Linked DNA regions of Ovis aries: region 1 is linked to region 2. Evidence: chromatin contacts called from public Hi-C data. All regions are on one chromosome and are shown on one strand. The core of a region is the stretch at or near the end of the contact, and the rest is flanking DNA. Distances in the headings are between cores, read along the strand shown.

Evidence for each region. A called contact is a pair of places that touch in the nucleus more often than the background predicts.
Region 1: a contact with region 2 is called in a Hi-C map of liver, with 5 times the contacts expected there. The contact joins the promoter of PIK3C2B here to the promoter of ETNK2 in region 2. A contact is called at or near these places in 3 of 16 Hi-C or Micro-C datasets (hypothalamus, liver and skin fibroblasts).

Annotation. Positions count from the first base shown.
Region 1 is chr12:2,081,832-2,087,151 of ARS-UI_Ramb_v3.0, reverse strand. PIK3C2B (phosphatidylinositol-4-phosphate 3-kinase catalytic subunit type 2 beta) reads left to right here and starts at 1,408. Exons shown (of 33, transcript XM_042256937.2): 1 at 1,408-1,487.
Region 2 is chr12:1,777,782-1,782,964 of ARS-UI_Ramb_v3.0, reverse strand. It overlaps ETNK2 (ethanolamine kinase 2), which reads left to right and starts at 2,616. Exons shown (of 8, transcript XM_042256911.1): 1 at 2,616-2,818; 2 at 4,499-4,758. The coding sequence starts at 2,651. REN (renin) reads left to right here. Exons shown (of 10, transcript NM_001009299.1): 10 at 1-200. The coding sequence ends at 28.

The sequences.
Region 1 (5,320 bases), core at 159-2,658, 310 kb before region 2:
ACAGCACTCCCAGTCTGCACCCTGGGTGCTCTGTGGCGTGCCGGGCTAAACCTAAACTTTTTGACATGCCCTGGTTTCTCTTATAATACAGAATTTTCTCCCTACCAAGATGCATTAAGAAGCCTTCAATATGATCCCAGCAACTCGGGCAGGCCTATATCCTGTTAGCTCTTCAGTGAAGACTGTCCACTCCAGCAACCCTGGACCACTGATGGCTCCACACTACTGTGTCCTCTCAGGCTTCTGAGCTTAGCCTGATGACAGGCACATAGCAAGCAGTCATAAATGTGTGTTGTGATCACGCAGTGAATGAGTGAATGAATGCATGTTTTTATCCGCTGAGGCTCTTGAGCATTAGGAATAGTGTCATATATACGTTACATGTATAGAACACACAGGCTGTGGTCATCAAAATGGTCCATCACATTCTTTCCTTTGATCGTCACAACAGGCTTGAGTGGGAAACAAAGCCAATAGAACTATTGATGCTCAGAGGGTGAAGTGCACTACCCAAGGCCACGGTGCAGTGAGCAGAAAACAAACACGAGCCTTTGCCCCTTCTCTTTTCATGAGCTTCTTCTCCCATTGTCTCACTCAAGGTTACCTGCAATTAATGGTTCTTTGCACTGGCCCAGATTTCACCTTATATGAGAACAAAACAATATCCCAAGAGGTACCTCCAAATCATAATCTCACTTCTTACATTGCTTTCTCCCTCTACATAGGACTTCATCTGGTTATTCAAATTTCCTTCCCCAAAATAGTTATCCTCCTTTGAGCTCTAAAGTCTCTTCCATTTAGGAAATTTTAAAACGCCCTTATCTTTTTTAAAAGGCCTTTCTGACACTCTTAAAAAAAAAAAAACAAACCCACAAAACTCCAGTGAACCCCAAACAGACTGTAAGAGTAGCATTTTAACAAACATTTCTTTGAGACCAGAGAAGGCACGGGTTTGCAGATGTTTCCCTGAGAACCCTGGCAGGGGAGTCCTGGGCCTCTGACCTCAGGCTGGGTGTACTGAGCCCTAGACACCTGAAGGGGCAGGGGAGGGACGCTGAGAACCAGGTGCTGAGCGTAGTCTGGCAAGGAAGAAACAAGGAGGATCCTGGTGGAGAGCAAGACTCAAGTTTTGAGGAAAACACACTTTGAGATCAGAGAGCATCGTTATTATGCAAACCGAATGCAAATGAGGTGCTGGCCAACTATATGGGTATCTTTGGGTGGAGCCCTTCGGAAAATTCTTCTAGAGACCACCGCTCAAACAAAGGTACTGAGTCAAAATTTTAAATAGAACGTAATGTATGAAAGATTTTCCCCTTGCTCTGGTTGGGCTGGAGGATCAACCACCACCCTTCCCCCGCAGGTTGTAGACTGCTATTTAACGGGGCTCGGGTCACACGACCCACTAGGGCGAACCGAAAAACCGATGAAGCAGAAAAGTGCAAAAGGCAGAGGCAGCTTCCCCCGCCATCTCTTCCGACCTCAAGGTAGGGACTCTCTCGAGCATCGGTCTGTTAATGATGGGGGGGAGGAAATTCCATCCACCCATACCCGGACCTCAAAACTCTGTCATTTCCAGTAGAATGATCGGGCATTCGTCCGGCACACAGCAAAGGGGTCCCAGCAGGGGAAGGTAACGACCATCTGCAAACACCCTCACGCGAGTGGGGAGTGGAGATCTCGGCCCCTGGGTTGCCGAAGCACGACTCGACGCCTTGCTTTTCCCTCCCCGAGCGCAAAGGCCGGGGAGGCGGGGAGCCGAGCGGGAGGGGCAGGCGGCCGGGCTCGGGGCCCGCCCTCCTCCGCGCTCCGGGCGCTGCGGGCTGGGGCCGCGGCCTGCGGCTGCCCGCCCTGCCCGCGTCCGGCCGAGCCTCCGCCGCCGTGCAGTGCGCGGGGTCTCCGGGAGATGGCTTCCCCGCGCTCGCCCGCGGCTGCCGCTATTGTCTCCCCCGGGCCCGCCGGGCCCCGCGGGCTCGCGCACGCCCTCCGCTGAGCCGACTCCCTGGCCGGTCCTCGCGCCCCTTCTGCCTCCCCGCCGCCCCGGGCCCGGCGCCCGCCGCGTGCTGCCCGAGAGGGAGCGGCCCGGAGGAGGCGGTGCGCCGCCGGAGCCGCAGGGAGCCGGCAGCCCGGGTCTCCGAGCGCACGACCGCAGGAAGCCGCAGTGGGCGCAGGTAAGGCGCGCACCCGGCCGGGCGACCCGGCCCGCGTCTGCGGATCACCCGCCGAGTGGGGCGGACCGAGGTCGGGGGCTCTCCCTGCAGCATGGCAGCTGCGAGGTTCAACAATGGAAGGAGCCGAGGGTTCCCGGGGCGCGGGCCGTGTGGGCGGTGGGCGCCGAGCCCCGGGCCCCGCACCCGAGCGGGCGGCCCCGCCGCCTCCCTGCTCCTGGGGTCTCCGAGTGTCTCGGACCCCGGACGCCCTCTTCCCCACCCCTTTCCCTCTAAACACACTTCCTGGCTCCCAGCGGCAAGGCGCCCTGAATCAGCCAATGGTTTTGGTGTTTTGGTTTGCTTAAGATGAGAAAATAAAAGGCAAAACCTGCCCTGGAGTGAGAGTGGTGGGGTGGTGCTTTCTCTTGCGGTAGGTGAAAAGTCAGCATCTAGCCTAGGGAATATATAATAGATATACATTTTTTTTCATGCGGGCAGATAGGAAAATGGGCTTCTGCCTTATAAGGATACTGCAGCAAAAGGGGAAAGCTTGGGAGAGGGAGAGGGGCCTTCATGCCGGAGTTCCAGGTCCTTGGAGGGAGGCGCAGCTCCCCCGGCCTGTACTTGTCTCTGGTTTTCAGCTCCCGACAGCGGTGGCTTTGATGTTGGGGCACAATCGCAGCAGCAGGAAGCCCCGGGGAGCCTGCCAAGGCCGGGTGGGGTGGGGTGGGAAGCCCAGGGGCTCGGCAGGCTCCCGGGTTGTGAGAAGAGGTTACTAACATGTGAGGTTAGCGCACACACCCTGGTTGGCCGCGGGGCGCGAGTGAAGACCCTGCCATTGCTCCGGCTCTTCAGGCCGACCTTCTTTCTCTTGGTCTCCACCCCCTTGTGGGGTCTTTATGGCTTCCCAGTCCCTCCAGCCTGGCTGCGATGGAATCTCTATTGTCTCTGCTGCCCTGATGTTTTTTTCTCGGTTCTTTTAGAGAATTTTGTACCCTGGGTGGCTGGTCCCAGCGTGGCACCAGATTCCTTAGCACACAACTACCCAGGCTTCCAGAAGTGGGCCAACATGCCCCTCCTTCTCTGTCTAAACTACCTGACTGTATGGGTTGTGGCCAAGCAGATGTAAGTAATTTGCACTGAATTCCAACCCTGTATCAGCCGCTGAATGAAAACTTCTCTTGCCACACAAGGCCCCAGGAAGATACTGGAAAAGAAATGGTCCAGGGGGTGGCAAACCTGATCCCTCTATACTCCCCCCTCTCGCTCTCCAGCTGTGCATCCCAGAACACAGAAGTTATGAGGCTTCAGAATTGCAGCTCCTCCAGAGCCTGGCGGTCCCCTCTGGGGTTGTGTCCATGGAAAAATTAAGTCGAGTCCCATTTTATAGCCCTGCCTGGCAGCCAGTGGCTGAGGAGGTGGTGGCTTGGAGCCGGAGCCCTGGACTGAAGCTGTGGCTGCCTCCCCTTTGGCCTTTGGGTGAGCCCAAGGTTTGACTTCCACGGCTCTGAATTTACTGCTGAGTGTGCATGGGTGTGTGTGTCTGACTCTGACCAAACTCTCAGCCCTGGCCAGAAGGGAGCTAGTCCATTTCCCTCTTCCTGGAAAGACTGGTGAGGGAGGCTCCGCTTATCTGGGTCCTCAGGCCTTTCCCTGGAGTGCTACTTTGGATTGTCCAGTGACTTGGAATACCTGCGTACTTGGCCAGGATGTAACGATGCTCTCGCAGATATCCCACATTCTTGGGGGCCTTAGGTCTCCTCTCCCTGATTTCTCCACCCCACCAAGGCCTGACATTGTGCAAGTATCTTGTGTGTATGGTCATTCAGCCTGCACAGCCCTGCTGGCCAACAGGAATAAAAATGAGGGACCTCTGTTCCCTTTGGGGGAACTTGTAACTGGCCATAAACTTGAGGCTCCTCATGCTCCCAGGATGTGAACTTGGGTGTGATAGTGCGGACTAGTAGAGAAGCAGTGGGTGGGTTCAGTGTCAGGAGGCCTGGCTTCCTAGCTGTGTGAGTATGAACAACTCATGAACCTAAGACTCAGTTTGCATATCTATAAAATGGGGGGAAATACCTTTGGCTCATAGGATTAAGAATGAAAAACACTGCTTACCATGAACTGAATAAAGTCATGTATGCAAAAGCACTGAAAACTGCAGAGTGCTATACAAAAGTAGGTTTACATCCTGAGCTTAGTCTCACTAGTGAGAGAGGGAAAGCTGGTGGGGATGGGGGAGAGGGGTGAGAGGAAAGGCATATGAAACAGACAATGTTCTGGAAACTTTGCTTTCTGGCTAAGGGAAAGTAATGTGACAATGCCCAGGTGACTGTTCTTCGGGTATTTCTCTTTAAACAGGGTTGCTAGAATGGGACCTGGGAGAGAAGGAAAGTCTACTTAATGATATTTCTAGGGACTCGGGGATATATACACCCCCAAAGGCTGACTGCCATCTATAGGGTAGTACTGAGCTGGCAAATAATATTGTAGCTGACACTTACTGATGTCAGCTGGCTAGTCAATGACAGAGGAGAGATTCAAAGCGGGCATTCCCTCTCCAGACCCTGTGCTCATAACTTGGGTGCCCCTCTCAGGGAGATGTTGGGTCCTGGGAAAGGAGCAGCAGAATTACCGAATTCATTTATACTGGACTCCTTGATTTGAATGCCAGTGAGATGTTATCAGACTGGGATATACCTTAGATAACTCACTTCTCAAGGACAGAGATCCTGGGGGACAGATTTCTTCCACCCAGCCCTAGTCCAGCATAGCACCTCCTTAATTCTTGCATTTCCTAGGATCACATATAGTTTTAGAATTGGAAAGTCATTTCTCTGCAAAGAAATGACTCTTCCAAGGTCACGCGATTTTTAACAATGCTGGAACTTGTTGCACAGATCATTTTACTACCAATGAAAGGACCTGTCCTTTAGCACTTTGGAATGTACCTATCAGTTGACCCTATCATTGCTGGAAAATTCTCTTCTCTCAGGATATCGGTGATGGAATTCACTGTCCTCAAATCTCCATAGTGTTAAAGAGATTAACGACACAGAACACCTTTTGAGCTTTGGAGAAGAAGCCCGCAAGGTATGGAGGAGGAAGAGGAGAGCAGTCCCAATAGTCTTGGGGCAGAATATAAAATCTGTGACAAGGGATCTTTAGCA
Region 2 (5,183 bases), core at 1,367-3,866:
TCGCATCGGCTTTGCCCTGGCCCGCTGAGGCCCTCTGCTGCCCTGCCCTGGCCCAGAACTAGAGCACTCTCTGGGACCACCCCCCAACCCCTGCCTGTGCCCTCACTCAGGGGGGTGGAAGTCCCCCTGGATGTGTGCCCTGCCCCCAGTACTGGCTCTTCCCTTCTTTGAAGACCACAAAATAAAGACTTCATGTTTCCAACCCCACTGCATCTGGGTTCTCAAGGATTTGAAACAGGGAAGTACAGTGTGTGATCTTGTGCAGACAGAACGCGACACAATGACAAACTCACAAGCGCACAAGCACAGGCCCCTGCACGAAGGGCTGATGCCACCCATGCAACGTCGGCAGGGTTCAGATGGAGTTGTTCACACTACCCTGGGCGGGAAGTTTGCAGAGAGCCAGCCCCTGGAGAACCAAAGCTAACGCCGCGGCAGTGGACTGTAGACAGAAAGATGCTCCAAGCTCATGGAGGTCAGCCGCCAGCGCAGGCTCTGTGCTTCCCCACGTAGCCATCTAACATGCCATCTAAGGCACTAACACCTAAAAACATAGAGCCACAGAGGTCTGCCTGATACTCCCCTTGTACAGGAGGAGAAACTGAGCCTCAGAGAGTGAAAGCTCTGGCCAGGGTTGCTCAGTGACGTGCGAAAGACCACAACTAGAAGGCCGCCCATCTGACTCAGACCTCAGGAGCTTCCCACCTTCCCACGTACAGGTGGGAGTCTCCACAGGTTCAGAGCTTCAGCCACCCCAGTACCGGCCCAGGTGCACAAGCACATAGATCTATGCACTGCGCTCTTCCATATCACGAGACCTGGGGCTCAGGTCTAGGTGTTCTCCCACTCCGACGCCTTGCACTGGCTGTGGGAGACGTGTAGCTTGGGGAGTAAGACACCGTATCCGCCCAAATGAAGCCATTGACACTGTCCCTCTTCATGACAGCTGCTCACCCCTCTTTTGACTGAAAGAAGTGAGGCACTGAGGGGCTCACCCAGGCCCCAGCAAACCTCATAGCTCGAGAATTACCGCTTGTTGGGATTGTATGGAATCCCAGGACCTCTCCCTGGCAGCATTCCCACATCTGTGATATCCCTGTGCAGAGCCAGGAGCATGACTCTCTGAGTCTTCTTGCCTGCTTAGCTGTATTTCCTCGCTGCAGGAAGGCTTGGAGTCAGGGTTCTTTCCCAACATCCTGGGTTCCGAGACCTTAAGTAGCGCCCCGCCCCCCAACATCTTCTATCCTATTCTATAAGACAGCCATATACGGCTGTTTACATTAAACATAAAATTGAATTAAATGTCACACTAGCCCCATTTCAGCCCTGGACAACACAAAAACAGAACACTCATCAGCCCAGAAGTTCTTTGGGGCAGAGCGGGATTCTGGGCAGCGATGAGGACAGGGGCCTTGCGGTTGGGAGATTCCTGAAGAGGTGGAAGGGGCCACCTGGGGAAACAGGCACTTTCCTGGGTGGCGCCGCGAGCGCTCTCCCAAGTCGGCTGGTGACTGAGGTCCCCAAGGGCACGGCCGCCAACAAAATGCATCTCCCCAGTCCCCTCGCCATCCCAAAAGGCCTACTCCCGCGGAGCCTCTTGCAGGAGTCCAGGGACTGGGGGCTCAGGTGGTGCCGCCCAAGCTAACCACCTGGGGGCGGCGGAACCTCCACACCTCCGGGCGGACTCGGGGCGCGCGGGGCGCTTTCCCCGGGCCCCGCCCCGGTTATCCGGGGGCGCAGCCTCCGGTGGGGCGGGAGGGAGGAGGCCCCTCGCGGCCTCGAAAGTCGGGGAGCGAACCGGGGCTGCCCCATCCGCGGCCTGGTCCCCGCCGCGCCCCGGCCAAGCTTCCCGGCTCGCGCGGGAAGCCCCGCGCGCGGGCCGCCGAGGCTGCAGGAGGCGGTGCCGCCCCGGCCGGCGGCCCGTGACGTCGCGGCCGAAGGCGCCCGGCCCCACCCCCGCCCGCGCCGCGCCCCCGCCGCGCCCCCGCCCCCGCCCCCGCCCCCGCGCCGCGCTCCATCCCCGCCGCGCCCCGCCCGCGCCGCGCTCCGGCCCCGCCCCCGCGCCGCGCCCCCGCCCCCGCGCCGCGCTCCGGCCCCGCCCCCGCGCCGCGCCCCCGCCCCCGCACGGCGCTCCGGCCCCGCCCCCGCCGCGCCCCGGCCCCGCCCCCGCCGCGCCCCGGCCCCGCCCCCGCCGCGCCCCCGCCGCGCCCCCGCCCCCGCCGCGCCCCCGCCCCCGCCGCGCCCCCGCCCCCGCGCCGCACCCCGGCCCCGCCCCTCGCCGCGCCCCCGCCCCCGCGCGGCGCTCCGGCCCCGCCCCCGCCGCACCCCGGCCCCGCCCCGCCGCGCCCCCCGCCCCCGCACGGCGCTCCGGCCCCGCCCCCGCCGCACCCCGGCCCCGCCCCTCGCCGCGCCCCCGCCCCCGCGCGGCGCTCCGGCCCCGCCCCCGCCGCACCCCGGCCCCGCCCCTCGCCGCGCCCCCGCCCCCGCACGGCGCTCCGGCCCCGCCCCCGCCGCGCCCCGGCCCCGCCCCCGCCGCGCCCCCGTCCGCGCGGCGCTCCGGGGGCGGGGCTGCAGGGGCCGGCCGTGGCCGGGCTGCCCGGCCCGCCCTCCTACCTGAGGGCCGGGGCCACCCCCGCGGCGCGCATGGGGCATGGAGGCGGCGGCCGGCGCGGGCCGCGGGGCGCCCCCGGGGCCCCCGAGAGCCGCCGCCGTCCCGTGTTTCGGCATTTCGGTGGACCAGGACGACATCCTCCCGGGCGCCCTGCGCCTCATCCGGGAGCTGCGGCCGCGCTGGAAGCCCGAACGAGTCCGGACCAAGGTAAGCCGAACAGGCGGGCGGCCGGGGACGCGGCCCCGAGGGGCTGCAGCTGGGCTGCGCGCGCGTCTGGCCGGGCATCCCTCCGGGTGTGGGTCTCAGAGGTGCGCGCCGCTGCTGCACGCGAGGCGTTGCTCCGGCGACGTGCCTGGGTCCTTCTTTCTCTGTCTCGGTCCCTGAGCACAGCCAGGCTCCCCGCTCTCTCGGCCCTGCCTGCACACGCGCCCCTCCTCTGGGGCCCGGGCGCGCCGGAGGGCCACCTGCCCACTGTCAGCGTGCCGCGCGTGCGGGCCCCACCCCCGGACGCTGTGCGCGCGTGTCCCCCGCTGCCCAGAAGCCGGTGCCCACCCGGCTCTGAAAGCTGCGGAGGCAGGAACTTTTAAGGGCGCCCCCCACGCTCTCACGTCTCACATCAGTGTCCCTGCTGCAGCCCAGAGTGGAAGCGAAGTCTCCGGGCTCTGAGCTGCTCCTGCTGGTCCCGGGAGCCACCCTGTGGAACTCGAGCTAGCCCCCAGCCCCGCGCCCGGTGGAAAGCCTCTCTACTGCCTTGAGCTCTGGCTCAACACCCCCTACACAGGGCACCTCCCCGCTCCGCTGGGCACAGGCGTAGGGACACAGACGCGGGCAGAGTCTCTCCCTGAGCAGCCCCAGGCTGACTCCCCAGCAGACCTCGGTAGAGGGTCCTCAGCTGCCCCAGCCCCTCCGGGAGCTGCCTGTGGGGGCTGCTGCCTTGAGTGGGCACCTGCGGCTCGTGCTGGAGCGGCAGGGGCTCTGCGCTGGTGGGGCTGCTGGCGGGGAGAGGGGGCTTCAGGGCCTGAGAAGGCTTACAGACCCTTTCGGAGAGGGGGAGGGGTAACCTTTCCACAGCAAAAACCCGCCTTGCTGTAAAACTGTCAGGCCATCAGGCAGGCCTGAGGTTAGTTCCAGCTCCGGCCTAACATGCTGCTTTCCAGTCCCTCCACTCTCTGCGCCTCAGCTCCCGCACCTTTTCTTGCTTCAGATGTCCCCTGAGGCCCCTTCCAGCCCTCTCACTCTGTACCCCATAAACTCCGTGGTTCACTCCCCCTTGTCACCCTGCTCAGAGAACCTGCTCTCCCAGCCCAGGACCTTCTGTCTCTTCTGGCCACAAGGAGCTGTGGCCACCTGGCCCTGGGGTGGGTGCCAATCTCAGTACCCTCCTGTAACGCTGCCGCTGGGTGGGGCAAGAGGGATGGCAAGGGGCCCTCGGTCTGGCAGGCAGAGAGATGAGAGGTGAGTTAGGTCAGGCTGCCCCCGTCCTAGGCCACTCCCTGCCCCCTCTGTGGCACTCTGGCCCATAGAGGTTTCCTTTAGGGCCTGATGGGACCTGGGGGTGGGGGATGGGGCAGGCTTCTACCCACCAAGTGGTGTGAAAATTCTTCAGCAGCCAAATCCCATTCACCAGAGGCAGACCCAGGAAAAGTGTGTCTGGGCTGAGCCCAAGCTCTTGTTTCTTTCTTGAACTCTCTGGTCTGTCTCAAGCGTTGGGAAAGGGTGGAGGGTTAGGAACAGTGCTGAGCTCTTCACTAAATGAGAGGGCTAAAGAATGCAGGTGCTGTGTGATTACGCTCAGCATTCAAACCAGCAGCGCGTGCTGGAGCTGGGGCAGCACGGGGCGCCTGGCCTGCCCCACATGCCCCTGCACTGCCCTCTCCCCTGTGCCAGCGCTTCACTGACGGCATCACCAACAAGCTGGTGGCCTGCTACGTGGAGGAGGACATGCGGGACTGTGTGCTGGTCCGAGTCTACGGGGAGCGGACGGAGCTGCTGGTGGACCGCGAGAGCGAGGTCCGGAACTTCCAGCTGCTGCGGGCTCACGGCTGTGCCCCGAAACTCTACTGCACCTTCCAGAATGGTCTGTGCTATGAGTACATGAGGGGCGTGGCCCTGGGGCCAGAGCACATCCGTGAGCCCCGGCTCTTCAGGTGAGGAGGGCACCCGGGGTACTGTTCATCTCCAGGATTCCACAGGCCTTAGGCTTTCAAGTCATTGGCCAGCTTCTCTGGTGGAGCGGAGTCCGTGAAAGAGTCTTAGGATCTATGAACTGCTTGAAATTGCATGAAACGTGTGTGTGTACTTATATGCCTTGCTCTGTGGAGAGCAGCTGTCGTTTTGTCTCGATGTTTAGTGAGGTCAGCTAAAAGGGTGTGTTCTTGGGGAGGCAAGTGAGAATTTTGCTGAACATGAAACCAAAGGGGATCTGCTTCCTGGTCCATGCCTCAGTCCTCTGCCCACCCCACAGCTGACCTGGAAACATCTCGTAGCCTTGGAAGTGAAATCTGAGCCAAATCTCCAGAGCGCTCAAGGTTTCCTGCTTACCCTCTCCTGCCAAGAGCCCAGGGACTCCTGG